Linked DNA regions of Mus musculus: regions 2, 3, 4, 5 and 6 are each linked to region 1. Evidence: chromatin contacts called from public HiChIP or PLAC-seq, Micro-C and promoter capture Hi-C data. All regions are on one chromosome and are shown on one strand. Each heading gives the region's core, a stretch centred on a gene start, on an enhancer-like site or on the middle of the called end of the contact. The rest is flanking DNA. Distances are from core to core; before and after follow the strand shown. Region 1 holds the start of Fubp3 (far upstream element (FUSE) binding protein 3). Region 2 holds the start of Fam78a (family with sequence similarity 78, member A). Region 3 overlaps Gpr107 (G protein-coupled receptor 107). Region 4 holds the start of Ncs1 (neuronal calcium sensor 1). Region 5 holds the start of Lamc3 (laminin gamma 3). Region 6 holds the start of Fibcd1 (fibrinogen C domain containing 1).

What was found. Promoter capture Hi-C pulls out the DNA fragments that hold promoters and counts their contacts. Hi-C and Micro-C count contacts between places; a contact is called where the count stands out from the background. HiChIP or PLAC-seq counts read pairs in DNA pulled down with a chosen protein or histone mark.
Region 2: a contact with region 1 is called in a promoter capture Hi-C map of liver, with 4 times the contacts expected there. The contact joins the promoter of Fam78a here to the promoter of Fubp3 in region 1. A contact is called at or near these places in 8 of 39 promoter capture datasets (the 3T3-L1 cell line, 3T3-L1-derived adipocytes, cranial neural crest and 3 more).
Region 3: a contact with region 1 is called in a Micro-C map of embryonic stem cells, with 6 times the contacts expected there. The contact joins the enhancer-like site here to the promoter of Fubp3 in region 1. A contact is called at or near these places in 2 of 39 promoter capture datasets (hippocampal neurons and liver), 1 of 484 Hi-C or Micro-C datasets (embryonic stem cells) and 1 of 115 datasets of contacts at active chromatin or transcription factors (embryonic stem cells).
Region 4: a Micro-C map of embryonic stem cells shows a contact between it and region 1, with 3 times the contacts expected there. The contact joins the promoter of Ncs1 here to the promoter of Fubp3 in region 1. A contact is called at or near these places in 1 of 39 promoter capture datasets (liver), 1 of 484 Hi-C or Micro-C datasets (embryonic stem cells) and 1 of 115 datasets of contacts at active chromatin or transcription factors (embryonic stem cells).
Region 5: a contact with region 1 is called in an H3K27ac HiChIP or PLAC-seq map of embryonic stem cells, with 7 read pairs. The contact joins the promoter of Lamc3 here to the promoter of Fubp3 in region 1. A contact is called at or near these places in 8 of 39 promoter capture datasets (the 3T3-L1 cell line, the HPC-7 cell line, HPC-7-derived erythroid cells and 5 more), 1 of 484 Hi-C or Micro-C datasets (bone marrow-derived macrophages), 3 of 115 datasets of contacts at active chromatin or transcription factors (acute myeloid leukemia, bone marrow-derived macrophages and embryonic stem cells) and 2 of 9 other capture datasets (liver and macrophages).
Region 6: an H3K4me3 HiChIP or PLAC-seq map of bone marrow-derived macrophages shows a contact between it and region 1, with 2.7 times the contacts expected there. The contact joins the promoter of Fibcd1 here to the promoter of Fubp3 in region 1. A contact is called at or near these places in 2 of 39 promoter capture datasets (liver and stem cell-derived epiblast-like cells), 2 of 115 datasets of contacts at active chromatin or transcription factors (bone marrow-derived macrophages and embryonic stem cells) and 1 of 9 other capture datasets (pancreatic islet).

What each region holds. Positions count from the first base shown.
Region 1 is chr2:31,569,759-31,574,595 of GRCm38.p6, reverse strand. Fubp3 (far upstream element (FUSE) binding protein 3) reads right to left here and starts at 1,945. Exons shown (of 18, transcript NM_001033389.4): 1 at 1,643-1,945. The coding sequence starts at 1,726.
Region 2 is chr2:32,081,767-32,086,603 of GRCm38.p6, reverse strand. Fam78a (family with sequence similarity 78, member A) reads left to right here and starts at 2,899. Exons shown (of 2, transcript NM_175511.4): 1 at 2,899-4,020. The coding sequence starts at 3,698. Gm33126 (a long non-coding RNA gene) reads right to left here and starts at 1,335. Exons shown (of 3, transcript XR_374254.3): 1 at 142-1,335.
Region 3 is chr2:31,163,446-31,168,282 of GRCm38.p6, reverse strand. It overlaps Gpr107 (G protein-coupled receptor 107), which reads right to left. Exons shown (of 18, transcript NM_178760.4): 2 at 1,140-1,262; 3 at 69-119. Among named protein-coding and RNA genes, the nearest start is that of Gpr107, 14 kb to the right of the region's middle. Within about 2 kb of position 2,887, at least 107 of the 459 cell types and tissues checked have an H3K27ac peak or open chromatin away from gene starts, as enhancers often do. A contact at or near this core is called in embryonic stem cells and liver, where this site is marked.
Region 4 is chr2:31,243,541-31,248,377 of GRCm38.p6, reverse strand. Ncs1 (neuronal calcium sensor 1) reads right to left here and starts at 2,455. Exons shown (of 8, transcript NM_019681.3): 1 at 2,136-2,455. The coding sequence starts at 2,199.
Region 5 is chr2:31,884,352-31,889,188 of GRCm38.p6, reverse strand. Lamc3 (laminin gamma 3) reads right to left here and starts at 1,908. Exons shown (of 28, transcript NM_011836.4): 1 at 1,446-1,908. The coding sequence starts at 1,845.
Region 6 is chr2:31,843,853-31,848,689 of GRCm38.p6, reverse strand. It overlaps Fibcd1 (fibrinogen C domain containing 1), which reads left to right and starts at 2,685. Exons shown (of 7, transcript NM_178887.4): 1 at 2,685-2,979. The coding sequence starts at 2,908.

The DNA.
Region 1 (4,837 bases), core at 696-3,195:
CAAAAAGAAACCCAAAGGAATATTTCCTTTTCCTCACTCCAAGTTAGGGCAGATTTAACAGAAGGTATCTCCACCCCCACCTCCCCAAGCAAGTCTCAGCAATCCTTAAAACTTCACTAGGATGGCAGAGGCAGGCAGAGGCAGGTGGATCCCTGAGAGTTCAAGGTTAGCCTGATCTACAGAGCTAGCTCCAAGACAGCGAGGGTTACAAAAATAAACTCTGCTTGGAAAATAAATAAATAATTCTCATAAGCTGGGTAGCAGTGCAAAAAGCCTCCAACCCCCCAATACTCAGGAGGCAGAAACAGATGTCCGAGTCTGAGGCCAGCCTGGTCTACAGAGTGAATTCCAGAACGGCCAGGACTGCATAGAAAGACCTTCTCGGAAGAAAAAAAAAACAAAACAAACAAACAAAAACAAAAACAAAAAAACAAATTTATTTTACATTCAACTAAGGAGGCCCTGAGCTTCCTAAAGCAGCGACTGTAATTGTTAGTGGTCGAAGAAAGCCAACAAGATGGCTCTGACACTCTAGCATTGAGAGAGATCCAGTACATCTTACCAACTAGTGAAAAACAGGGTTCAGGGTCTTGTCCAGCAAAGGAAAACCATGCCCATGAGCAGAGCGGTGGATGCGGAGCTGGGCGCAAGGTCATCCATTACAATCATGGAGTAACTGAAGTATCATCACACTATTGGATACTCACTGCTCCAACTAGGCAGTAACAACCCACCAGAGAAACTTTTGGGTGAGTCCAACATTTGTGGTAGGTTATAAAACAATGTCTACAGAACCATCAGTATTAATATGCAAAGTATAGGGGAGACAGGTAGGGTTTCCTCGAAGGACTACTGGAAAGTGATGAAAAGACCCCATTTTCACGTGACCGGTCAAACTCTCCCAACAATGAGTCCTGTGGCAGGTATTCTACTAGGAACCAAACCGTCATTAGTTACACAGCCCGACTTTCAAAGAACCAGAGAGTTGACAAAGTCAGAGAAGATAAACATCACTGGATAGAGGAAAGTTTGAGCGTCGGGGTAACTTGTCACTAAGTTTCAGGCAAAATACAAGGACAATTTTGTACTAGGCACCATGCCAGGAGCCAGAGAGGTCCCATATTCATTCAGAGAAGCCTAAGTCCTCTAAAAAGCCAGTTTCACTGACAAAACGCACAATATTGCCAGATGGTAGTTTCACGGTCCGAACGAGTCCATCCCACACTCTTCCCAGTAGAGTTAAGACTAATCGCCAGAAGGAACTCTCGAGGACCACCCACTTAACACCTCCCCTTCTCTCTGCAAAATAGAGAATTTCAAATATAAAATATCCTCGAATTTCTTCCAATATGCTTGAAATGCATTAAGTGGAAGGCGAGGTTTCCCAAAGCTGCAGAAGCCACGTCCAGGGCGTGAGATGGATGCCTGGGGTCTACAACCAGGACCTGCTGGGATCTGAATCATGGAGAGCAGGCCGCTGGGTGCAGTCGGGCGCGCGGGCGCCAGGAGCGCTTGGCAAAAGCTTCCTCTGGCCCCGGAGCTCCCGAGGGAACCGCCCGGGCCTCCCGCGACTCGCGGCCCTAGGCGCCCACCGGAGGCGTCGGCGCAGCGGCCTCCCGCCCCCGGCCTCCCGCGCCCGTACCTGCCGGACCCGGTGCAGGGCATCCACAAAGCCCTCAGCCTTCATGCCCACCGGAGCGCTCTGCCCCTGCACCAGCTCCGCCATAGCCAAGCCCACCGCCACCGCCGTCGCTCGGCTCCCCCGGTCCGGCCTCCCACTCCGCTCCGGGACCCGTAGCCGGAAAGGGAAAGTCGCCCCACTTCCGGCGGAAGGGAAGCGAAGGGAAGGCACTGCTAGCTCAGAGGGAGACAGAGAGAGAGAGAGAGAGAGAGAGAGAGATAGGTTGGGGGAAAGCAGCGTCTGTGAGGCGGGGTCTCAAAGCACGTGACCGCTGTCCGGCCGGAAGTGGGGGCGTGGCCGTGGCGCGAGGGGGGCCTGCCCTGGGCACAGGCAGATGTCCGTCAAAAAGACCAGGTTGCGACCCCGCCCTCCAAAGGCGTGGGCCCCAGGCCTTTAGCAAGCGTGGGACCGCCACCGCGGCGCAGGTGCGGCCTTATAGTCCCCCGCTGTGTGGTTTTGCCACCTGACGGAGGAGAAACTTGGACTTGGCTCTTCCAACACCTTACCCAAGCCGTCGAGGTGCACTGGCAGCCCCCTCCCTCTCGAAGTGGGGTCGTGGTGTGCTGCATTGACTGAGATTGAGCACCTTACTTGGTACTAGGACCCTTAGTACGGCAGGGCTCCGCCTTTGCTGCAGGGAGTCCCAGGCTCCAGAATGGGCCATCAGTTTGCCAAGGATCGGTTTGATGACACTGCTCAAAAGAAGCCTGGTGTCCTCTTTCACATTCTTTCACCCGGGTAACAGGAAATACCGTGGGACCATCATTGCTTCCGGGCCTGCTGAGGCAAGAGATCTTTAGGAATGTTTGAATGCTTGAGGGGAAGGAAAAGGGGGGAGTCTCACTTCAGAACCCCCTGCCTCCGTCAGAACAAAAAGTTACACCCCACTGTGCCAATATGTATGGGCAGTGGGTTTGTACGGAAGTTCAGGAGTTCAAGGTCATGTTCTAGGTCACCCGCAGCTAGCTACTTGAAACTCAATTTACTATTCTTTCCTTCCATTCTTCGTTTCAGTGTGTGCGTGTAGAATGTGTCACCACATACATGTGAAAGTCAGAGGACAACTCCCTAGAGTTGGTTATATACTTCCACCATATGGGTCCCGGGAATCAAACAGGTTATCAGGTCTGGCAGCAAACACCCACACCGCGGAGCCACCTCATCAACCCTGAGGCTCTCGTTTTTTTTTTTTCTTGGATTCCTAGAGTTTGGCACATAGCAGATGCTTAGGAAACTAATTCTAAGTTGAATATCGCTGACTCTGAATGATTCCTAGATTATGGCAAAATCAAAGAAGCTGGCCAAACTGCACAGGTTGATCACTTTAGACAGATCATTTCCAAACCCGTAGGGGAGACCAAGCTGGCACTCTGGATGGTGGAGAGTTTTCACTTCATCTATGCTTGAGTTTAGCAAACACAGAGTTTCAATCTTCAGGACAGACTTGGCCCTACTTGACGTTTGTCCTACCAACCTCTGAGGAAACACTGTCCACTCTTCCATACTCCCAACTGGCTGGCCCTGATGAGTAGAAATGGGATGTTCTTCTATCCAGGGTCTCTTTATCTAACACTTATTACAAACCCCCTGTTGATTTGGTTGGCGCTTGGTATCTGTTCAATGAATACGTAAAGAATTTTGTCCAATGAGGACAGGGGAAGCATCTTAGACAGTGAGTGCAGAAATGTTGCTGCCACCACCCAAGTGGCCTACAGGCAGGAGCCCAGTCTAATTTGTTTACTAAAACATTGAGGATAATTTAAAGCTTTCAAGAAAGCACAAGTAGCACAGAGTTTTTGTTTTTCCCTTCTGCCCTTTTTTTTTTTTTTTTTTTTTTGGAAGGGGGGGTGTTCGAGACAGGGTTTCTCTGTATAGCCCTGGCTGTCCTGGAACTCCTTCTGCCCTTTTGAATAGATAACTTTGGCAATGCATACTCACTCAAATGTGATTCAAACTCAGGAAATAAATGCCTAGCTAGGATTGGCTGGAACAAAGGACTGACAGCAGAGACTCGGTGGGAGGATAAGAAGGTGAGGTCACTCTGAGCTATACAATAAGGGTTAGCCTGTGGTAGAACCTGTCTCAAGACAGCTAAAACCCAAACAAACTGCATACATACTGGTTGTGAGTAGCTTTGCCTCAGAGACCAGCAGACGACTCTTCCGAATGGAGAGACAGCTCAGGCAGGAAAGGAAGCTCTTGCTGCACAGATGTGAGGTCTGTCTCCAGAAACCACATGGTTCTGGAGCTAGGGGAGATGGCTCAGCCACTAAGAGATCTTGCTGCTATTGGTTCCCAGCACCTACATCAGATGGCTCAGGACTTTCTTAAAGTCCAACTCCAAAGAATATAACACTCTCTTCTGTCCTACTTGAGCACTACACAAATGTGGTACACACACACACACACATAAATTATTTTTAAAATACTTTGCCAGGTAGTGGCAGCACACGCCTTTAATCCCAGTGCCTGGGAGGCAGAGACAAGCAGATCTCTGAGTTCGAGGCCAGCCTAGTCTGCAGAGTAAGTTCCAGGACAGCCAGGGCTACACAGAGAAACCCTGTCTGAAAAAAAACAAAACACAAAACCAAAAAAAAGCTGGACCTGCTAGTCCATGCCTGTAATCCAGAGCTTGGGGGCAGGGGTGGGGTGGGGGGTAGAATTTGGTTTGAACGAGAATACCCTGCACCCATAGGCATTGTCTTTGAATATTTTGTTCTCAGTTGGTAGACTGTTTAGGAAGGCTTAGTGGTGTGTTCTTGTTGGAAGAGGTATGTCACAGGGCTAGACTTTGAGGTTTCAAAAGCCCAAGCCAGGTCCAGTGTGTGTTTCTCTCTGCCCAAAAATCAAGATATACAACTCTCAGCTATTGTTGCAGCATCATGCCTGCCTTTCGTGCCACCATACTCCCCACCATGATAACAGACTAACTCTGAAACCATCAGCAAACCCCCAACGAAATGGTTTCTTTTATAAGAGTTGCTTTGGTCCTGATGTCTCTTCACAGCAACAGGACAGTGAACTAAGACATGGAGACAGAAGGATTTGTCTAGCCAAATTGGGGAGTGCCAGTTTCATTGAGAGAGCCTATCTCAAGAAATTAGATGGTCAGCAAACTGGGCTGTGGTGGCAAAACTCCCAACATGCAGAGGCAGA
Region 2 (4,837 bases), core at 1,650-4,149, 510 kb before region 1:
TGTAGGAGCTACTTCACGTGTAGCCTGGCAACTCCTAACTCTAGGCCAACCCTCTGCAGGTCAAGGTGAAGCCCTTCACAGGGGACAATGTGATGGGGGAGCCAGCGAAGGGAGGTTACATTCTGCCGCACAAATTCTTACCTGTGGACCCGCTCTGGTAGCCAGTCCTACGTCAGAAGAACCAGTCTTAGCAGGCAGGATTGTGGGTTTGGAGGGCAGTGTGAATGGGGCCAGGACCCAGAGTTCATTCTCATGGTCTCTGGTTTTCTATTGTCCACTTCCCCGGGGTCAAAACGAACGATAAAGATGCTGTTGGTGTTTCACACAGTGAATTGGTTCTATAGTGCTCTGTCACCATTGCAAGCTGTGACCCCTGAAAGGACTATCACTTTCACGAGCTTCAGGAGAACTGCTCCCCAAGAAACCGCCTCTAGGGAGCTTCCCTGTGTAGCTGGGCAAGTGTAGCCTGCCTGTGGCATCTTTTCCCTAAGAAATACAGGACTACACATAGGCACCTGGAGCAGCCCGGATCTTGTCTTGTTTTTGAGAGAACATCTGAGTTTTCATAGAAGTACCGTGGCCACTGGGCTCTAACAGGTTCCAGGCATTTGGGGTGATGGAAAATTAGATGGTCATCCCTAGATGCAATGGCTTCCTTCTGTATACACGGAGTAGCAGTGATTAGCTAATGGCACGAGGTGTTGCAGGTCGGAAGGGTTCCCAGAAGAATAGTATGTAGTGTGGAACCTGGGGAGGCCAGGAAAGACTGCAGACCGTACATGAGGCCCTTAGGGACTATATGCTGCTGCAGTCTCACACCAGGCAGGCCTGGGTGTACTAGTTACTTGAAAGTTGGATGGGAAACGGACATTGCCCCACTAGCTAGCTAGGACCATGGGACATTAACAATGGTCAGGCTGAGAATGTGGCTGGGAAAGACAGCAGCCACCTTGACTGGCCATTTCCTGTGTGGCTTCCTCACAGACCCTCCCAAAGTTTCAGAGATGCCCCCTCCATCTTTGGCCCTCCCAGGCGGTCAGTGGACTCCAGCTTTGGGACTAACTGCAGGTATCCACCTGTGCCTACTGCAAACAGCCCTGAAAGTCAGAGTTAAGGGGCCGTGGTGGGGCACACCCTTAGTGTGACTGGCAGGTTTTCTGATGTCACAAACTATCCTTTATCTAGAAGCTAATGGCTTGGTAGGGGTGGAGCTAAGGGCCTGAGGCTACTTAGATTCTGGCTCTCTACTCCTTTTGACCCCCAGATGGTCTCAGCAGGGATACCTGCTAGATTGGGGTGGTGGGCAGGCCTTTTCAGTCTTCCTCTCTGGGTATTTTTTTCCTCTGTGAGACATACATAAGAACTTTCTGACTCAATGTCTGATGAATGTAAATTTCTTACATACTTGGGACCAACTAGCTGACAACCCTCTCACCATGCTGAAGATACAAACATGATCAATACAGGGTTGGGGTTTGGGGGTTGGGAGACACCAACTTTTCCCACCCTCCAAACCTTCCCAAGTCTTGGAGCTTCCCAAAACTTCCATGCTTTCCACCCAACCACCAACTCCGGCAGCTAGGATCCCCAGGGCAGTGCCCCAAGTCTCCTGAACTGGAAAGCTGCTGGCATCCAGAAGTCAAAGGGCAATAGGAACACCCCCAACCCCAGGACCCGAGAAAGACAGAACTACACTACCCAGAATTCCTAGGGTTAGAAAAAAAGGAAATGTCGTTTATGCAAGAAGAGGCTCAACTCCCCCAGCAGCTGCAGAGAGGTGGGAAAGAAGAGAGAGAGAGAGAGAGAGAGAGAGAGAGGGGGGGGAGAGTGTGCTGAGTGCCAGAGCTAGGGAGGAGAGCCGGGCGGGCTGGAGGAGGAGGCGGTGCCTACCCGCCTGCACGCTACCGCCTGCGGACCTGCATCCCACGGGGCGCACGGGCGAGCGCAGGTCCTGCGTGCGCCGGTGCGCGTTGTCGCGCGGCTGCGGACGAACACAGGGGCCAGACAGGCGCAGGGACCGAGTTTCTGCAAAGTTTGACCTGGTTGCCTTTCCGATGCTGCAGCAGAGCGAGGCGGCGCGGGGCGCGCCAGGCGGCTGCGGCGCGGCGGCGGGGCAGAGCGGTGACAGCACGCTCATAATGATCATAAAATAAGGAGGCGCTCGGGGTGGGGGCGAGAGAGCCCCGAGCCTCAGCCCTCCGCCCCCGGCCATCCCCACAGCAGCCCGGAGCCAGGAGGGGCTTGGGGATCCGAGGCGCCCACGCCATCCCCGGACCCTAGTAGATAAGAGCCAGGGGACACTGCCCAGGGGAGGGGGCGCCCCGAAAACGTGCGGGCAGAGAGGTTAGGGAAGACCGGAGGGCGGTGACCCAGGCACCTGGAGCGGCCCTAGGGGCAGGTGAGTTCGTGACGCCCCCTGGGTGGGAACCTGACTGCCAAAGTTCCTCGGCGGAGGCGCGCGCTCGGGACGCGCTGGGCTCAGCTAAGGCTCAAGCTTGGTTAGGGGAAACCGAGGCACGCGGTGGGGCGGGGGGGGGGGGCAACACGCCTTCTTGGTGTCCAGCCACCTCTGCCGGCAAAGGGCAGAATGCCTTAAAAGACCGGCCTGGGCTTGGCACTGAGGCCCCGGGGATCGAGACACTGGAGCGAGAAGGGGCGTTTCACGCTGGTGGCGTGGTACTGATGCGCAGTACCCGAGCCGGGAGGTCCTAGTGACCCACTGCGGTGGCAGTCTGAACGACCCCTCACCCCTCCCTCGAGCTAAACCGGTGTCAGCGGAGATGTCACGGGAGGCGATTATTCGCTGGTGCGCGCAGTCGTGCGGCCGCCACTGACGGGGCGGGCGGAGGGGGGCGCCACCTCCGGGGAGACCGCCCAGAGCTGCGCCGTCAGCTCCACAGCCCGTGCCCGGCGCACAGGCATCGCCGCGCCCTCGAGTCCCCCGCAGTAAAGTTCGGCTCAACTTTGCCGCCCTGTGCCTTCCACCTCTCTGCAGGTCCTCGGCGGCCGAGGCGAAGCAGGCGGCGGCGGATATCCGAGTGCAGTCCCGGAGCCCTGCGCGGCAGTCAGCGGCTACAGCGACAGTGGCAGAGGAACGCGCGAGTGGGCGCCGGAGGGGACCTGGCGAGCACCTAACCCGGAGCGCACCTCTCGGAAGGGCGGGTGGATACGGGCCTCACAGGACGTCGGACCTCTGCCGCTTGAATCGGAGCTCACGCTGCAATTGATTGGGCCCCGCCGGGCGGGCGCGTGTGTTCCAGGGAGCCGGTGCGGAAGGCAGAAGGGCAGGAAGTCGGCGTTCTGCAGCGAGGGTGGCGCGACCGCGCGGGGACCGAGCCTTCCTTATTTATGTGCCTGGCAGAGCCCGTCTGCTTCCTGCGAAGACTTCAGGGAGAGTGTCCGAGCTGCCATCCCCAAGTGTGAGGACGCAGCGCTGGATGTCAGAAAAACATGCTTCTCCATTAAACTCCAAACTTTTCTTTTTTTAAACCCAAAGAATATCGGTGGCTTTTGCCCACTGCTAGAAGAGGGAGCCCAGGGCTCTTGAGATGCAACAGAACCCATATTTATAACAGGACCCGGCAGTGCTATGCAAACCTCCTCTACTCCTTAAGTTCTCTAGCCTATGGATCTCGATTTTGAGTTTTGAGATTAGATTGAGCGCTCTGCACTGGGTCCTGCAACCTCCATCCTTTCAATGCCCTGTTATTTTTGGGACTGCTGGCCTTCCCTGGAGATTAGAGCGGTCCTGTGTGCCATGGGCTGTATTCAGAGCATCGGAGGCAAAGCCAGAGTCTTCCGGGAAGGGATTACCGTGATTGATGTGAAAGCCTCCATCGACCCCATCCCCACCAGCATCGACGAGTCCTCCAGCGTGGTATTGCGCTATCGGACACCCCACTTCCGGGCCTCAGCCCAAGTGGTCATGCCGCCCATTCCCAAGAAGGAGACCTGGATCGTTGGTTGGATTCAGGCGTGCAGCCATATGGAGTTTTACAACCAGTACGGGGAGCAGGGCATGTGAGTACTCCTGGGGACAGGCTGGGGGCCTTGAAGGCTCGGGGAGGCTGGAGCAGGGCTGCAGGGGTCTTTAGGCAGGGGTGGAACTGTCTCCAAGCCTTCTTGGGTCAGGCAACTCTGGGGAGCCTTTATGTTGATTAGGGTCCTAGCTCAGCTAGACCTGCCCTGCCATTATCCCTGGTGCCCAGGGTTGTTCTGTCCTCCCTGGCAAGATGCTGAGAGAACAAGAACCTGTGCCCCTTTGGTAAAGCAAGTGTCAGGGCCATCTGGGGTCACCAGAGAAGTCATCACTCTGCCCCCCAGGCTCAGGCCTCCATGAACCCATTAGCTGATGGGAGTGGTTGGAAGCCTCAAAACAGCTTCCAGACTTCTTTGCACAGGACTTTGCCGTGGGGTCTGAACTTGTCTGAGTTGTGTGTGGAGGCTCAGATGCACAGAAGAGCTTCGGAGGCCAGCTTTACCATTGTCAGTGGTGGTGGGCCGTGGCAGTGTGTGTTTGAAAGGGACTTCAGAAACCCAGTTTGCTCTGCAGTGTGCAGCTTTGCTCCCACTGGAGGTCAAGGGTCAGCATCCAGTGTCCCTCCGGTGGGGCCCTGACTAGGAGCGGCTAGAGGGACACATTGGTTTCATCTCTGTGGTTTGGTCTCTTAGAATGAGATAGATCTACATGGGACCCTGGAGCCCTTGGGTCTTGTTCTGCATGCTCTCTGGCCCCAAAGAAGGCCATTCCTCCCTGTGGAAGGCAAGCTCGTGGGGACTGTGGTGAAAGCAGCTGCTGAGACCCAGTGGTTGGTGGGGGTGTGGGGACACCACACAC
Region 3 (4,837 bases), core at 1,638-4,137, 410 kb after region 1:
TGTGTTGCTCAGACAAGCATGTAGGCAAAATACCAACACACAAAAAAATGTTTTAAAAGGCAACTTACCAGGTAAGAAGAAAAGCCATCGTTCTTAGTCCGATCCAGACTGAATCCGATCTGAGGGCAGCAAAGAGAGGACAGACTAAGTCCCTCACACTATCCTCTGCCCTTGCCTTTCTTATTCCAAGCGCAAAATTAAGTTAAATAGCAACAAACACAGAAAGCAGTCCCCTCTGCCTGGCCTCTCATTTTTCTTAAGTGCTCTCTTGTTTGCTTTTTTTCTTCTCTCTCTGGCCCTGCGCCCTCAGGCCCAAAGATTTATTTATTATATGTAAGTACACCATTGCTGTCTTCAGACACTCCAGAAGAGAGCATCAGATCTCATTACAGATGGTTGTGAGCCACCATGTGGTTGCTGGGAATTGAACTCAGGACCTCTGGAAGAACAGTCAGTGCTCTCAACCGCTGAGCCACCTCTCCAGCCTGAGGGCTCTCTTGTAAGAAGGACACAGCTGCTCAAGTAAAATCATTAATCAAATATTTATTTAAGAACTACAGGATTTGAGAACTGCTCAGTGGTCAAGAGTGCTGGCTGCTATGCTCTTCCAGAGGTCCTGCGCTCAATTCCTAGCAACAACATGGTGCCTCACACCCATCTGCAATGGGATCCAATTCCTTCTTCTGGTGTCCAGGTGCACATGCAGATAAATCACTCACAGGCCACAACCTGAGGTTGGGAACACTCATCCAGCATGAGTAAGGCCCTGGGTTCCGCCCCAGCACTGCGCAGACTATAGGAAGCATAAAAGTAAAGCTGGGGCTGGAGAGACAGCTCAGTGGTTTGAGCACTGACTGCTTTTTTTCCCCCAGAGGTCATGAGTTCAAAATCCCAGCAACTATATGGTGGCTCACAACCATCTGTAATGAGATCTGACGCCCTCTTCTGGTGTGTCTGAGGACAGCTACAGTGTACTTACATATAATAATAAATGAATCTTAAATAGAGAAAAGTAAAGAGGGCCCTGTAGCGTGCTTTGGTACAGTGAATTTTGGAACTGTCAACACTGAATTTTCTCCAGTTTGGCAAGGAGGGAGGAGGCTGATGGAGTAACCCCTGACCCACAGGAAGACACTTGCCTCAGCATCCTTGTCCGTGGCTCCCTCAGGCTCGTTCACAGAGAGGCTGCTGACGTTGACCACCATGTACCCATCCTTGAAGAACCCGAAGGTGTTGAGATGGACTTTATGCCGCACATCATCCTACAGAGATTGGGGTTGATGTCTCATTAGTCAGCTTGTTCATTTGCTTGACAAGCTAGCTATGTGTCCGGTTTCATGGTGGTCAGTCTAAGTTTACATAGGTGCAAAGACAGACCCAGCTGTCACAAGCTACCCTTTAAATGTTGAAAAGGATTCCGACAGATGTCAAAGCCCTGCAGAGGGCAACTGTGGACTCATTCATTTCAGCATACTTGTATGGGCTCTGGGCAAATTGGTCAGGGTCAAGTTGACATGTGAATCCCACAGCAAGGTGAACCATGATTAATCAGCCTGCATTCTTCCTGAAAGAAGAGTGCCTGTCTTCTGGTAGGCAAAACTTTATAGAGGAGGCCAAGTCACAGGGTGCACACCTTTAATACCCACCCAGGAGGCAGAGGCAGGAGGGTGAGTTCAAGGCCAGGCTGGTTTACACTGAGTTCCTGACCAGCCAGGGGTATATAGTGAGAACCTGTTTAAAAGAAAGACTAGCGGGAGTGGTGGCACATGCCTTTAATCCCAGAGGCAGGCTGATTTCTGAGTTCGAGGCCAGCCTGGTCTACAAAGTGAGTTCCAGGACAGCCAGAGCTATGCAGAGAAACCCTGTCTCAAAAAACCAAAAAAAAAACCAAAAAAAAAAAAAAAAAAAAGACAAACAACGGCCCCTCAAAAAAACATAGGGGGCTGGAGGCTAGGACCTAGTTCAGTTAAAAACACTTGCTGCTCTTCCGTCAACCATCTCCCATCAACCACATTAGGAGGCTCATAACCATCTGTAACTCCAGGGGATCTTTTGCCTCTGGCTTCTGTGAGCACCTGCATTCATGTGCACACACCCACATGCAGATACATACACCTACATAGAATTAAGAATAATTTAAAATTTAATATTTATGAGGCTGGAGAGATAGATCAGCGGTTAAGAGCATTGACTGCGCTTCCAGAGGTCCTGAGTTCAATTCCCCGCAACCACATGGTGGCTCACAACCATCTGTAATGGGATCTGATGCCTTCTTATGGTATGTCTGAAGACAGCTACAGTGTATATAAAATACATAAAATAAATAAATCTTTAAAAAAATACTCCCCACCCCCAAAATTTTGTAATGTATAAAAGAAACCAATTCTGGCAGGGGAGGGGAGTGTTGAAGTAAGTACAAGCGCCCTGCTGCCCTCAGCTCCTCCCAGACTTTTGTCACTTGACCCTAAGTGATAACCAGTATGCTGGGCCTTAGGGCAGAAGCTAATGCAGAGGCCCTCCCAGGAACAAGTCAAGTGGAGACAGACAACTGAGCAGGGGGAATCCCGGGCGTGCTCAAGCCTCAGCCCACAGAGAAACATGCCCAACCCCTGCCTGCTCCATGTCTCAACTGATGCAGGACAACACATTTCAGGACCAGGACAAGATATCAGCAAAGCCTTCTAACACAGCTTCGTCCTGACATGTGACATTACTGAGACTACATGAACTGCCTGTGACAAGGTGGCTCTTTACTCATAATGCTGGAGCTACCCAAACAATAGCAGCTGTTGATGGGACCCTCGCCTATAGCTACAAGTTTCCAGGCCTCAGGGGCTGTCAATGGGACCTTCTGAGGGACTAGGATAAGCCCCACCCACAAGGCCAAGAGACAATGCCCTGGAAAGCTGCCACCAGGAGGGTCTTATTCCCTGGCTGACTCTGGCTCCCCATCCCAGCTAGGTCTGAGGGTTGGAGCACTGGCCTTCAGCAACGGTCTAATACAAACTCTCTCCAGACTCCTGCAATATCTCAGAATGGCACTCGCTTCCTCCCCTCCCCGCTCCAGCCAGTGTTTTCAACTCCCTCTTCCCTTTTTTGGTCCTCTGGGAATTTCCTTTACTGCAGAGTTCAGCTAGGCATTTGGAGCAGTGTGCTGCCTCTCACTTCCCAGTGACAGGAGACTGAGGCAAACCCACACTCCCACAGAGAAGCAATCTGCAGAGCAAAGCAAGCCCACTCACAATACACACACACACACACACACACACACACACACACACACACGACAGGATTTGGAGGGGACGGTGACTGCTCCTCAGAGAAAGGGACTTTCCAGTCACTTGAGGGAAAGGCAAGGCTTGAGAAAACTGTAAAAGCACTAATAATTGTTTCCTGCTGGCTACAGTGTGTTTACATTGGGGAAATAACCTGAGTTGTACATTTATGTTCAGCACATACGGATTTTACTTTTTTCTTGTATTTTGTTTATTTACTTGTGTGTGTATGCACATGTCACAGTACAAAGAAAAAGTCAGAAGACAACTTGTAGGAGTCCAGTCCCCCCTTCCAGCATGGGGGGCCCAGGTCATCAGGCTTTCACTGCTGAGCCATCTCACTGGTCCCAAACTTCCATTTTCAGAGTATAAGTCTTCTACTCTGTCCAACATGTAGGAAGTTTACAGCAGACACACATGAGAGGCAGAGGCAGGTGGGTCTTTGTGAGTTCAAGCCTAGAACAGCTAGGGTTACACAGTGAGACCTCATCTTTAAACAAAGCCTCACTGAGGCTCTATGAGGAGCACCATGCACCTGACACAGCAGCACACCTGTAGCGCACACCTGTAGTGCACACCTGTAGCACACCTGTAGTACACACCTGTAGCACACCCCAGCACTTGGCAGACAGTGGCAGGAGGATCAGGAGCTCAAGAGGATGAGAAGTTGGGTGGCAGCTCAGTATTCCTGCCCTCTCCCTGCTACTCTCCTGGAAATGGCAGCCAAGCTCCCTGACAATGGGACAGTACATCCTCATGTGGGGACAGAGAGGGTCTGCCAGAGCATCCCAAGGCTGACCCTGCCAGACACCAGCAACAGAGAGGATGCACTGGCCACCTCCTGCACAGGACCCAGCAGGGCTCTAAGGAGTGCTCTGCAACAGGGAGCTGCCTCCCTACAACTCTACAAGGCGGGTGCTGCTCTGCTCAGGCTACTGTGGAAGAAACAGGCCCAGACAGGTAAGTGCTGGCTTGGACCAGAGAAGCAGACCCAACCCAGGCAGGAACTCTACACCTGGGCACTTACTCACTGCATGCCTTTCATAAGCAAATAAACAGTGCATCTTTTATCTTGCTTTGAACTTGTCTGCATTACACAGGAGTCGAAAGTGCCAGGGCTTGTCCCTGCTTACACACACACCTCTGCCAATTAGGGGAACAAATCCCAGACGACCCACCACCTCATCTACAATTATCTTGGTATGTATCTCCATTGTGGGCCAAAAGAAAAACAGCAACAGTGTGCTGTAAGCTTGATCACAGTAAGCTGCACATCAGGTGAATTCAACAAGATCATTCAGCTATGGAAAGTCAAGGTCGCGGGGACATGAAACACTGTACTGGAGCGAGGATGCAGCTCAGAGGGAGAATGGTGCCTGGAATGTGTAAATGAGCCGCTAGATTGGAATACATCACCACACCTAGATACCCAAACAAGGTCAATATTAAGAGTGTGCCGCTCTCGCCTGGCTCTCCTCACAGGCGCTCTGCCAACAATCTACAGAGGGCCAGCCCCAGTTTGAAGATGCAACACTGCTGATTAATGTTCTGTCTTGTTTGTT
Region 4 (4,837 bases), core at 1,206-3,705, 330 kb after region 1:
AGAGCTGGCCATTTCACTGGACTGGCTGGCCAGTGAGCTCCCAGAATCCCTCTATGTCTGCCTTCCCCGTGCTGGAGTTATAAGCATGAACCACAGTATCCAGCTTACATAGGTGTGTGCTGGGGACCTGACTCGGGTCCTCATGCTTGCACAAAGCATCTCTCCGGCCTCATAATTCACACTGTCAAGAACTCAACTCCAGAGCTCAGCCCAGACCTAAGAGAAGAGCAAGCCAAGCAGCAGGGATAGGAGATGGTGACATTTGGGAATCCTTCCTGGATGATGCGTCCCTTAACTCCCTACTCAGTATTTCCCTGGAAGAGAGGGGAGAGAGAGAGAGAAAGAGAGAGAGAGAGCGCAGCTGTGGACCAACCACATAGACTTGCCTGGAGGGAGCTGGTGTTCACAGGGAGATAAGAGAGAAGCAAGTGAGTCCCCCAGCCCTAAGTGAGGCCTTGGATGAGGGGGAAGTGCCCAGACTGCCTCAATCCCTGAACAAAACTGCTCCACATCACAAAAGCCCTTTAAAAATAGCTCAGCGGAACTTCACCAGGCCAGTGCCTGACAAGAGTTCTGCTGGCCCCATTCTTCCCAAGTTAATGGCCAGCCCTTCAGAGATGGGGCTGAACGAAAGGTCTTTCAAATCCAGCACTGGGCCAGGGTAGGAAAGAGAGGCACAGAGGGCTCTTGGCATAAGCCAGGGATGCCAGCTCACATCTCCCAGCCTTGCCTTCCTCTCTATGAGCAGCTGGAGTGCCCAGAACAGGACAAGCTGTTGATGTACAGCTGTGCTAAGGACACAGCCGATGGTGCATGACACACTCAGTAAGCAGGACCCTGACTTCACAGGGCTCATTGGTGGCCCCCAGCCTCACCATCATGGAGACAGCATGGTACACCACATGCCATGGTTCCTGGAGAAGTCCATGGAGCCCTCTACCCTCCCCACACCCTGGGGTCCTGGCCCGTTCAGGGAGGGAGGGTGTCCCACCAATAGCCTACCTGCTAATGGCTGTGAGCCACACCTTCGAGGGTCCAGTTAACCTCACAAACAGCAACAAGCTAGAAAAAGCTACCCACCCAATCTGGAAAGAGAGAGTAGGCAGCCTGGGCTGGGAAGGATAGTTCTCCTGGATGTGACCTCCAAGGTGTCCAACTCCTCAGGACAGGGGCCAGGAGAGCCCAGGCAGTAAAGCCCCCTTTGTTCTAAGTCTGGGAGAGTGAGGAGCATGGGGCTAAGGCACTAGGTTGACCAAGACCTGCAAACGTGCTCAGAAGACCGATACCGGGGGTGGGGGTGGGGGTGAGAGCAGAGACCATGCACTGCACCAGAGCCTCCATCTACACCGAGCTGTCAGTTAACTGCCTGTCTTTCCGGGTGATGCAGAGCGCTCAGCCAAAGCTTCCCAGGACCCACTTCCAGGGCCACCCCTGGAGAGGCTGCGAGGAGGGGGGACACCTGGTGTGGAGGCACTAAAGATGCAGAGGCAGATCTGTGAAGTTGGGCAAGTGGAGAGCCACGCCTGGGACTGATCTAGTGGACCGTGGAGTGGGACAGACCTTCCTTCGCTCGTCAGCTCGGGCCATGTAAACCCATTTCCTGGTGCGGTAGAGACAGGAGAAGGGAAGGGGGGATGGAGAATACAGCCCAACCGTGCGACATCTAAGAGGGCGCCCAGGACCCTTGGCCCTCTACCGTCACTACCTGAGCGTTCTACCAGTCTCGCCAGCCCTCTTCCTCCCAACACAGTCACACTTGCCAGGGAGGGGGCGACAGGCCAACCTCGCAAGAGGCAGGAGCCGCAGCAGCATCATTAAGCATGAATCACCCACCCACCCTGCTCCAAGCAGGAGAGCCACACAACGCCCGGGCGCCCCCTCCTGGGACCACTGCCCCCCGCCCCGGCACAGCCCGGGTCCTTCGGACAGGAGGGGAGCAGCGGGTGGGCTGCGGATGCCCTGAGGACCCAGAGTGGTCCCTGGAGCACGCTGACAGGCGACACCCAGCCATGGCCGGGGGCGGGGGCGCGGATAGAACAATGGGCCAGGTGCGGGGCAGGGGCGCGGCCGGGAAGGGCGGAGGGAAGGTCGCGGCTCGATGGGGAATCGGGGATCTGGGATCGGGGCTCACTCACAGTAGGTTTTTCTGGTCAGCTCCTCCACAACTTCAGGCTTCAACTTGCTGTTGGATTTCCCCATGCTCGGCGGCCGCGGCCCCCGCTCCCCGGGCCGGACCCGCTCGGGGCGCCCAGCGGGAGCGGTTGGGTCGGGCCGGGGTGCGCGGAGGCCGGCAGGCCGGGCTGGGCCGGGCCGGGGCCGCGCCTTTGTCTGGCCGTGCCCGCGCGTCCCGTGCGCGGGGCTCCGGCGTGCTGCGCGACCGCGGCTGACGGTTCAAGGGGCCTCGGGGACCCGGCGAGGGCCAGGCCTTGGCGGTGCAAGCGGCCACGGCGAGGAGTTGCGCGGGGCTGAGAGCCGCAGCCGCCGGGGCTCGGTTGCCGCGGTCGTCCCTGGTTACTGGGCTGCGTAGCACATGCTCGCTACTGCTGCGCCGCCGCCGCCCCTACGCTCCCCGCCTCCCGCCCGCACCGGCGCGCCAGGGGTGGACTCGGAGCCGCCACTCATCGCCCGGCGCCACCTCCCGCCCAGCTCCGACAGGCGCGAGCTCCGCGTTGAGGCACCCCCTCTCCTGTTGGCTCTCCGGGGACGCTGGGAGGTCGCCGCACCGCCCCCTCCGCCGATCCATTCCCCCCTCTCCGCAGCGGCGTGGGCAGGGAGGGCCCGGAAAATCGGACGTGAACGAGGCCAAATCCCTGCCCGGCGCAATTCATTCATTCCACTTAGATGTGTTGGGCGCTGGGGACCTGGCGGCCAAGAGGACAGACGCGATCCCAGACCTCTCCAGGAGCATCCTGATGTGCTGGCTGGCATGGGTTTCGGTGGGAACACTTTTGCCTGGCCTTGAGGGAAGTGACTTCAGATTGAGAGAGGAATGGGGTATCAACCTGGAAGGGGTCTGGCCTGGGAGGGAGAGCAGCCTCTACACCCGGGGCTCCAGGCAAGGCTGGGAATGATCTGAGGCCAGGCAGAAGGGCCAGAGCTTCTGGAGACCAGCCTGGCAAGCCGCTTTCCCCAAAGACCTGGCCTCTGTCCCCGGTGCCCAGGAGTACTTGCAGTTCAAACCTTCTCTGTTGTGGGGCTTGCTTGAAGTGGCCAGAGGGAGCAGAGCCTGTTGGTGGGGCTCCATGCCTGGAAGCCTGCAGCTGGGGAAGGACTCCAGGAAAAGGATGGCCTGCTCTCCCCTCCTCCCAAAATGTCATCGTAATTGAGACCTCTCCTGACTTTCTGCCCAACTCTGTCTCCTTAACAGCTCAGGAAAACTTGGACCTCTTAGTCCATTGGCGCTTGCTTCTTCCAAAGAATGAGCCTCAGGGGGAGGGGAGCAGAAATATGTCTTGCTCTCAGAAGGCCCTGAGGGCCAGTGGCAACTTCTGTGAGCCAGTCTTAGTAGCAGAGGCCAGGGAGCCAGCCCAGCTAAACAGGGAAGTGGGTGGGGAGGCAGTAGGATCCCTGGTTCACAACTGGCTTAGACAACATTAGGAGGAAGAGTTCTCAGGGAAAGGCATGAAAATAGATCGGGTAGGGGAGGAATGACCCATGCCAGGAACCAGAGCCCTGGAAAGACCATGGCAAGATGAAGCCATTCCCTCCTGAGCCAGCAGGGATGCAATCACGGACAGAATTTCTTTTTTTCCCTCTCAGAGGGTGTAAAACCCTGCCTGGGGCGATGGTACCTTTCAACCCCACCTCTTGCATGTCTCCAGCCTTCAGATGGTCTCGGTTCCTTCCCTTACATGAGCCCAGGCCAGACCCAGGTCCCAGCTTGTTGGTGTGAAGAGCCCGTTCGATACAGGAAGTGAGCAGACATGGATCCTGGAAGCTGGCGCTGTGCCACAGCTAAAGGAATTCTCGCTAGAGGTTGGAGCAGGGTGTCCCAGCTTTGAGGATCGATTCAAAATGTACACGAAGGAAAAGCCACAGAAAGAGGTTCAGAGCTGGCCAGCCTCACCTGAACATCCTGCTCAGACAGAAACCTTGGACCATGGGTTAACAGTTGAAGCCTTAGAGAGCTGTGAGCCAGGCCTGTCATCTCTTGGGAGATGGAGGTAGGAGGATCAGGAACTCAGTGGCAACCATGGCTGCCATATAATGAGTTCAAGGACAGTTCTATGCTCTACAGGAACCCAGGGGTTGTTCCATGTGTTGGGTGCTAGACTGAAGACTGAAGACACTGCAGTGAGCAACATGAGAAATGGTCGTGTCTCAAGCCTGCCCAACAACAACCACTGGTCACCAACACCATGACAAGAACCAGGACTCTGGGGGATACAGGAGTCAGGGAAGTGCCTGGTTCCTCACAGTCACGGACACCACTGATACCGGGTTAGTATTTGCTAGGCACCCACTGATGCCAGGCCCCTGGGGATGTTGAAAAAAATCCTTGCCTCAATAGAACTCACAATTTAGCGACCAGGGAACAATAGAAATCATGAACAATTCACGAAACAGACACTATGTTACGTAACCAAGGAGAAATGGCTCAAGCAAGGTTAGGCAAGGGATGCCAGGTACAGGCCAGGATCTGTGAGGCCCCTGGGAGGGAATCTGATCAATGACCTGAAGCAGGGAGAAGGGCATTGAGGACCAAGTGAGGCTCTGTGTAGAGCCAGGGAGCACAGCTGCGACAAAAGCAGTCTCAGAGGGTGGGTGAGGAAAGGCAAGAGGGTGACTGGGGGAATTATAATCCAATGGGGTCTATTCTGGCTCATGGCTGTGGAGG
Region 5 (4,837 bases), core at 659-3,158, 310 kb before region 1:
CACAGGGTTCCCACTCTGACCACATGGCCCTGGTGCCCAAGGCTAGAGTTCCCTCCTTGGCATCTGGATTTCATGGGCACGTGTGACAGCCTTTGTTAGGGAACACAGTGTCTCCTTCCCTGCCCCAGATTCCTCCCATGGCCTTGAGGTCCTGCCAGCCCCATTGGCCACCACCTCCCCTAGCTTCCTGCTTCCTGTCTGGGCAGACCCCACCCCATCCAGGCTCCAGACAGTAGAGAGAATGTGTCCTCACCCCTGGGAACTGGGTTTGGGATACAAAGGGAATGTGCCTGCCTATGCTGCTGAAGGGGTTAAATATTCTTCCCACCTCCCTTTTCTGAGGACAAAGCTGTGGTGCCAGGGCTTTGCCACCCATGGCTAGGAAGAGCCAGTGTAGTCGTGGGTGGTACAGCACATGCCAAGTTTATATTCTGACCTCCATTGCACAGGAATGTGTGGGTCCTGACTGTCATTTAGCAGCTGTGTGTCTCTGCACAAAGCACTTAACCTCTCTGAGCCTCCAGCTTTTCACTGGGGCATAGTTTCATTAGATGTTATCCAAACTCTGCTCCTGATGTACCTTGGACTTTCAGAGGCGTGCTGAGGATGTATGTAGCTCAGGGGAAGAGTGCTTAGCTCACAGGCTTCATTCTGCGGCTGTAAGCTGCTCTCAAATGAGATCCAGTAACAAAATGTATGAATATTGGCCCTTACTAGGATACACCAAGGTTAGAAATCGCCTCAGGTCACGTTTAGTGTCAAAATGAGTTATGAAAATACCAAATCCAAGTTATCAAACCTTTGGAAGATTTACACAGTATTCAGGACATAGCAAGGAACCTGAGGAGATCGCTGGGCTCATCTGAACTTGGAGTGGGTAGAGAATAGTCCAGTTTCAAGGTAGAAGTGGACCCCTGGGTTCCCAGCCTCAAGGGCCTTGTGCTCCCTCATCTTGCCTCAGTCTGGGTGGAGCAATCAAGAACAATGCGGAGGGGCCACTCGAAACGCCCAGGCTGGCTATCCAGTGGCAGGAAGAAACTGGCTGTCCTGCCCAGGGTACTACAGCATTCACATTTGGTGGCAACTGCCCTAACGCCCATTCCCAAACTGCTCACAGCGTCAGAGGTCCGTCCACAGGGCATCGAAGCTGACCGGATTACAAGTTCGGGTCTTAGAGGATGGATCAGATAGATCATCATGGAAGTATGACCCCCACCTTCCTTAACAGTTCTTCCAGGGAATTGTTGCTGTACCCAGTTCCACAGCTGAGGGGAGCCTTCTGCTCCCCCAAGCCCTTAGGGGAGCCCCCTGGGCTGACCTCTTGCTACCCAGGGCTTGCAGGTTCTGACTCCTTACCCGTGGGGTGCTGCAGTCTGCCCCAGCGTGCACAGCCCTCTGCCTGGGCCTCCATGGTTTGGATATAAGGTGACAGGGTGCATGCTTACCTAAGCTCAAGGTCAGGTTAACAGAGGTGGGGTACTGCACCCCGAAGGCCATGGATGGGCTCTGCCACCAGGTGCTGTCATCGGGGCTGTGGAAGTCTGTGAGGTAGGAGGCGTCGTGGCGTCGTCCGGGGTCAGCATCGTCGCAGCGCTGGCACTGTAGCCCAGCCCCTGGTGCCCCCACGTGTGGACAGAAGTCCTCCGGGGGCCGTCCGCACGTGTGGGAGGCCTCGGCGCGTCGGCCGAACGCCGCGTTCTCGAACTCAGGCAGACAGCGCTGTGCGCGTCCCACACCGTCGTAGCAAGAGCCCATGTCCGCGCCTGCCGCGAAGTGTGTCTCCTGAATCACCAGCGCCATCGATGCCACCGTTGCCAGGAGGGACAGGACCCTGGATACAGCCATGGTCCTCGCCCCGCTCTGCACTGCTCCGGGATCCACTCTACGCTGCGGTCTGCGCTTAGCCCCTCTGCGCTCCACTGGCCCCTGGAGTCCTCCCCTGCAGGCGGAACCCGACGGCATCTGAGGGCGGGACCCATGCAGGCGACACCCCACCATCCGAGCTCCGTCCCTTCGTGCTCACCCCCACCTGCTGGACGTGCCTGGGAGTGCCTGCTTGTTCTGGCTGGGTCGTGGACTCGGGAACTGTGAACCTGGCTCCACAGTCCTCCCTGCAAAATGGTCTCGGTAGAGACACCAAGTTATTCTGCTAATGCGGCTCTTCTATGGAAGCTCTGCACTTGTGTACCTTCCTGAGCTGAAAGGCAAGACAAGCGCAGGTCTTCACCTGACAGAATGACCTTTGGCAGTTTTCCTCCGTACCTGTCCAGTGTTCTCTGTCAAAAGTGTTGCGCTCCTGGCGTCTCCTCCCAAAGCAGATATTGTCACCTGGGATTTATCAAAAGGCTTCCTCTTATCAACAGAGGCCTCCCCTTCTCTCCACCAAACTAATGTCCTTCCCAAGGCACCTTCTGGCCCTTGTAGACAGTAAAACAAAATGATCCCATGGGAGCGGGACACCGTCAGATTCCCACAGCCACGGTTGGATAGATCCAGTAAGACTCCAACCCTGCATGAAAGTTATGATCAGGGTTAAGGAAGTGGTTCTCTTGGGGTCTGGCATGGGTAGTCAGGGGTACAGGGCAAATTGTGGTAGGGAGCCTTGTGCTAGCCCCCTCTGGGGCCTCCTTCCTTACACTGCTAGCTAGATACAGGATCACAAGGACACCTTGAGAGGAGGACAAAGGCAAGTTTGGGATGAAAATGGACTCCTGTTGCTGTGGACGCGGACCACCAAGGAGGCCCATGTTCTTTGCCTCTGTCTGCAGAGCAGACTCCTGCACCCCTAATATCTCTTAATCAAGGGCTCAGCTTGGGTGAGGTCCTTAGATACTGTCTCAATTCAACCTACAAGGCTTCTATTGATTTCCTTGAGAGACTGAGTAGGCGAGAGACCCACACTGCACAACACAGAAGCCATTAGTCACATGATATCTGGGCCCCTTCTGTATCACCCATGGGGCTGTGGCAGAGCCCACACCTTGTCTCACTAAGACTGCCCCCGAATCTTCTCCTTCTATCTGCCTTTGCAGCCAGGGTCCCTGGAGCTAGCTTCTGTCCTTCTGGACGAATATTCTGGTATACATGAGGTCCCAGAGAAAGAAGGTTTCTCTACATATTTCACTTCTATAGCCTGTGTTGAGATCCCTGTGTGCTAACCATAGCCCTAATGGTGCACGCATGTGCACACGAGCACACACACACACACACACACACACCTCTGCTGCAGTCAGCACCAGCTGTACTGTAGTGACAGTGGCTTCCCTGGGAACAGTGTTCTGTGTGGCAGCCTCTGAGGTCCCTCCAACCTTCCACTGAGCACATACAACAGAAATTTCTAAGCATCGGGGCAATATGTGCTGCTCAACTCCCAGATCATTGAAAATAATCACTATAGCGAAGCCAAGAGCTGCTAAGAAATAGCTCCAGGACCCTGCAAGGCTGGCTAGTCTGGGCTCTGGCGAGCAGGGCCTCTGTCCGTCCTCTCTGTGCTTGGGCAGGATGCAAAGGTCTCACAGCCCAATAAGAGGGATGGTGCTTGTCACATCATAGCTACTAATGATGGGCTGACCAGCCAGCCACAGCAGCTGGCATACCAAAGTGGGGACTTAGGAGAGGGAGCCGTGACCAGTTCCACATGGTCAGGGTAGGCTTCCTAAAAGAGGTTAAGTTGGGCAGAATGATCAAGGAAAGACGATCACAGAGGTGTTGTACATTTGTCAAGGCCAGGAGGCTAGCAAGCCGGCCATCATGTTGGCATGCAGGGCAGGGGCTGGTGATGGGGCTTGGGTGGTAGCAGTCCCATGGCATGAACTTGTCTTTGTCCTGTACAGGGCTTCAGGCTGAGTACTGTCAAGGGGCAGGAGCCGGATGTGTTTCACTCTGGTATCCTCAAGATCTGCACCCTGCAGCAGCCAGGGCATGTTTGTGGGGTACACAGAACTCCAGGCTGGTTTTGGGTCCCGGGCTGGAAGTGATGGCCTCTTTCAGGACCTGCTGGATGGCCACCAAACGGGCCAGCATTCCTGAACGTCTGTCTTTCCTTGGCTGGTGATCTCAGTGGAGGTTTCAGTGGTGCCTCAGGTTCCCTGCTTTGCTTTTCTCTAAGTCTCTAAGTCTCTAAGGTGTTCCATGTCAACCACCTGGTGGCGACATTGGCTGCAGTACAGGGACAGGCCTCTCTTGCCTCCTAGAAGGCAAAAATGTGGTGGCCCGTGGTTGCACTGCTGTGTGGAATTGACCAGCAACCAGCCAAGAAGCCAGACGGAGATGGGAATGGAGTCCAGGGCCGGTTGCCTGTCTCAGCTCCACAAACTGTTCCCTTGACTCTCTACCAGACCTGTCCCTTGCCACCTAGGGACAGCATGCCAGATTAGGCTATATAATCTGGTGGATTGGCAGACTCCAGGGGAGTCTCAGAGACAAGAGTGACTCCCAGGAGCACACAGCTGGAGGCCGGCAGAGTCAAGTCTCCAATCGCCTCCGGGATGGCAGCCATCTTGTATTTGCTCTCCAGGACAGACACCGTCAATCCTGGGGAGTCTCTTCCCAGGCAGAAGGGTGGGTGCTCAGAGTTCAGGCTCCGGGAGAGCCCCAGTGGAGGGGAAGTGCATCAGGTGGCTTTCACCCATCCCTCCTGTGAGGGCTTTGTGGCTGAGTCTTAGGATCCAAGGTAAAGTCTTTGAGGTCTGGCTCTAGCTGCACAAAGCGGGGAAACGGCCCTTAGCGGGGAAGTGGCTTGCTTAGGACACGTCAGGGCAGTAAGAGACCAAGTAAGAAGACCAACCATTGTATGGTTGTTTCTTCTTAGGAGAGGGTTTGGGGAGGGCACAGAATC
Region 6 (4,837 bases), core at 1,436-3,935, 270 kb before region 1:
TTTTGTTTTGTTTTGTTTTGTTTTGTTTTGTTTTTCGAGATGGGGTTTCTTTGCAGCCCTGGCTGTCCTGGAGACCAGGCTGGCCTTGAACTCAGAAATCTGCCTGCCTCTGCCTCCCAAGTGCTGGGATTAAAGGCGTGCGCCACCACACCCAGCTGGATTAAGTCTTTGTAGTTCAGGAGTCCTGGGTTCCGTGAAGCCCTGCCTGGTCCCTGAGCTGGCTAAAAGGCTGCATCTGCAGAGGCCAGCATGCTTAGCTCAGCCATACTTGTCCCTGTCACTTGGCCCCTATCAGCCTGGCAAGAAGTCACAGCACACAGGCACAGTGTTGGTCTGCTCTGCTCTGTGGCTCCTCCCAGGAGCTTCTCCTGCATCCGTGCATCCCGTTCACACCTCCCCATGGGGCTGATGGGCCTGTGTACACTAGGGGCTGGTGCTGTGTACAGGGGCTGAGTGTGCTCCTGCCAACCCAGGGCCACCACTGATCGTCCTAGTGTCAACTGAGCTGAGAGCACAGCTGTGGCAGAGTGGAGATAGGGCAAGGCCACCCCTATCTGCACTCCAGCAGACAGGAGAACTGGGGACTCTTGCTGAGTTGGTGACAGGTCCCAGCAGCAAACACTGCTGGGAGGAGCCACTAGGTGGCCCCCGCTTACCTGTCCTTCCTCAGACCCAGAAGCAGAATGTCCTGAAGGCGCCCATGCACACCTGCGTGTGTCTCCCATTCAGAGTTTGGCCTCCCTTGTCTTAACCATCAAAGTGGCGTCCCCTGAACCAAGTATCACCATCCTAAACAGGCTGACAGCTCTCCGTGTACACCCAGGGACCTTTGGACCACATCTCCAGACCAGGACTGCCCAGGGTGATTTTTAGTGTACACCTTGCCTAGCTCTTCCCGGGGAACTGCAGAATCAGACTTGGGATCCTTAATTAATGCTTGCTTCTTATTTATTTATTTATTTATTTATTTATTTATTTATTTATTTATTTATTTATTTATTTATCTATATGAGTACACTGTAGCTGTCTTCAGACATATACCAGAAATGTGCATCAGATCTCATTACAGCTGGTTGTGAGCCACCATGTGATTGCTGGGAGTTGAACTCAGGACTTCTGGAAGAGCAGCCAGGGCTCTTAACTGCTGAGCTACCTCTCCATCCCTAATGCCTGCTTCTTGTGAGGGCGCTGGGAAGCCTTCGTCCATTTCCATCCTTGCTTGCTCAATGAGGAAACAGGTTCCGAGAGAGCAGAAGCCTGCCTGCGTTTATAGCGGGAAGTATGAACCCCAGCTAACACTAACCCCTCAGATGCTTATGTATGGTGCCTGCCTCTGAACCCCGGAAGAGAGAGCCCTTCAGAGTGAGGTGCTGTTAACCCTTTGGATACAAGGGGAACCTGAGTCAAGAGAGGTTCAGTGGCCAGTAATCACAGTTTCCTGCTTAGGCCTGAAGGATCTCTGGGTCACCTACAACCCTCTTAAGTGATGAGGGAGCATGGGGGAGGGGTGTGTGCAGGGCGACACATGTTCATCCTCTAGGATGTGGGCTTCTGACCCCAGCCTGGGGTGACTGGGCAGTAAGTAACTCCGGCAGCTTACTGTCCGGAAGCCGGGCTGGGACCGCGGGAGACCCCAGCCACCCGGAACACTGGAAGTGCAGACTGTGGGATCCAGTTTCTGGCTGGTGACAGTCTGGAAGGGCACGTGGCCACAGTGCCTAGCTTCAGCTGTGGTCCCGGGACCACTCTGTCTGTGTTAGGCTCGGGCCCCACCCTCGCAAAGCCTGCCCCACGCTTGCCAGGCACCTAGAGGGACGAGAAGAGGGACGTAGACGAAGATGAGGCAACAGACTGGAAACCGGTGGGAGAGAGACGACGCCGGTGCCAGGGAACAGCAAGGCGGCCAGAGCGCCCCGAAGCCGGAAAACAGCTTTAAGAAATAGCGGGGGGCCCAGGCGTCTCTGCGGAGCTGGGGGGAAGGGCGGCTGGCGGGGCTCGGCGTGGGGCGCGTGGGAGCCACGCGGTCGGAGTCACAACAGCAGCTCGTTAACCGCGCAGATTAAGGACTTTGTCAATTACCTCCGAAGGCTGCTCGGGCGGATTAAACGCTTTAAAAAGTGTTGCTAGTGGGAGGGACGACTGAGAAGCCCCCACTGGTGGCTCAGATCCCTCCTCCCGCGGTTGGGATAGCTCCAGGCCGGCTTGGGGGGGGCGGGGCGGAGCGAGGTGTTGTTCGGGACTCCGGGTGGGCAGATGCCATAGGGGCCAGCCTGGCTGCGGAGTCGGGGACTCCAGCACCAGGCCACAGGGCTGGAGATTAGCGGGCCACGCGCACACTTGCCCCGGGACTGGAACCTCGGAGCCCCGAAAGGGTCACACGGTCTCTGCCTAGCCCCTTCCTAGGGACTTAGACGAGTCCCACCCGAGAGGAAGTTTGCGCGGGGCGCCGCAGGGCGCGCAGGTTCCTCGAGGAGCCCGTGGCTGTCGTCACGCTCGCTGCTGCTGAATAGTCCTCCTCACCCCCCAGCGACCGGGCTAGAGCGGGAGTCACTCTTAGAGCCCTCGGGGGGCGCGCGCGCGTGCTCGGGAAGCCGCGGGGAGCAATAAAAGGCCCTGAGGGTCCGAGACGAAGACGCGGAGACTGAGCCGGGAGGAAGAGGGCGGAGCGCGCGGGAGGCGCGGGAGCGGGACGCGGGGACGGCGCGGCGCGGGCGGCTCTCGGAGGCTCGCGCCCGCGCTCCCAGCAATCACACGCGCTCACACGCAGCCTAGCTGGCGGCCGCCGCTCCCGGGCCACCCCGGATCCCCGGCACCGAGGGGACCTCCTGCGAGTGCAACGCACCCTGTGCACCCCTCGCCTCCTTTGCACTCGCCCTTGCCCCGCAACCCCGCTGGTCTTGCTGGAAGATGGTCCACGAGCGGTGGAAGACCGTGGGCAGCGCGTCCCAACTTGAGGACCGACCGCGCGACAAACCGCAGGTACCCACGGGCGCGGGGACGGGTGTGGGGGCTGGAGTTTGGTGAGCTTGTGCAGAGCTTAGTGGGAGCACCTGCTCTCCTCCTCCCCTCAGCGGAGTCTTGAACTCTGGGCTCCCTGCAGAAGGCACCCGCTGCAGCCAGTCCCCACCCCCACCGGAGACCCCTGTGCTTGCTTGTGCAGAGGGAAGAGAAGACCTATAGTTGGTTGTGGATCAGCCCTTCAGTTGGGGACAGCCAACAGATGACCGCGCGCAGAGTCCCGTTCGCCCACAGCCTCAATGGGGGTCCTCCTCACTTGAAATTCCTTAACCTGTGCCAGGCGCCCCGCACATCTTTCCAGGCTTCAAGAACAGGACCGGCCCCCCAGATCCGCCCTCTTTACCTAGGCGCCCAAATTCAATTGGGGAACAGTAAATATTAATCTCCTATAAGAAGCCTAGGCACTGTGATTCTCTGACTTTCAGGAGAGCAAGGCTCAGAGAGGTCCCGCTGCAGCCCGAGGCCACGAAGCCCTACAGGGATTTGAACCTGGGTCTGGCTGATCCTCTCTCCCTACTGCCTCTGCAGGGACAGTGAAGTGTCCCGGCTTGGAGGATGCCCAGGGCTGTGCACTGCACCAGCTGGGACAGAACAGGGAGGGGCTGCTGAGGTACTGGGCATCCGGAGTCGGAAGCAGAGGGGTGGCCGCAGGACTGCCCCAGGCTGGGCCATCAAGGGACTGGCATAGACAAGCGAATTGAGGAGGCCGTTTGCCAAGGAGAGCAGATAATGGGGCTGCCCGTTTTAAATTTTAAATTTCTCCCAGACAGATGTCACTGGGGAAGGAACAGTGAGAGTTTGCAACCAGAGAAGGAGGAGGTGGCAGGGGTGGGCGTGGCCACTCCTCACTAATCAAAGCTGCAACCTGCCTTTCTTTCCGAGTAACACTGGTCTGGTAAGGGGACCGGCTAGCTTGTTTGCAAAGCTGGCTCTTCACTAGTATACACTTCCCATATCCCAGATGAAGATCAGGGAGGTTGAATATGCCCAAGCCACACAGCATGTGGGCCAGAGAGCAGGGACTCTACTTTTCTAACCTCAGACTGGTTCCATTGCCTCCCTGGGTGGTCTGTCCCCCTTCTTAACTCTTCCAGTCTTCACTGTGTCCCCAGGTGGCAGGGCCCTTCCTGCTGAGATCTTAAAGGAGCAGTGGAAACTTCAAGGCTACCCCAACCTGGTCCAGTCTTCCTTCCTTTTGGTATCTTAAAGATCCTGACTGCTATTTGCCTCCCTGGGCCGGATCCCACGTCCAGACATGTGCTTTCTCATTTGATTGACACCACCAGGCCTCCAAACACTGCACACCCAGGGACACCCTACCTGTTCTACAGAGGGTAGGAAAGAGGCTGCTCCCTCTTGGAGGCCTCCCTGGTTGCCTGGGGTAGGGCTCTTAGTCCAGGCAATTTCATTGTTTTTTAAATTGTGCCCCTAGCTCTAGTTCCCTGGGGCCACAAGTTCCCCCATTGCCCCCTGCCATTGCCTTTTCCAGAAGCCCAGCTGAGGTAAGGGCCATTGCTGAGGTCAGATGCTTGAAACTTCGCCAAGAGGAGCATGGGAGAGGAGGGATGGGGATTTCTGGGGAGTCTGCTAGAAATGGGGCTTCAAGGTGTCATGGGCCAGGTATGGCCTCCTGGACTCTGCTGCCCCTGGGAACCAGCTCCCAGCTGCACCAGGTAGAGCCCAGCTGGGCCTATGCTGGGTATGGGGGTATTAGTCACCCCTTCCATCCTCCGTGCCCGCTGTGTGTTGTTGTGGTCACAGGAGGCAGGGATGGGAGGGAGAGAGGTGTGCCTCAGCACCCCTGGGGCCTTCTTCCTTG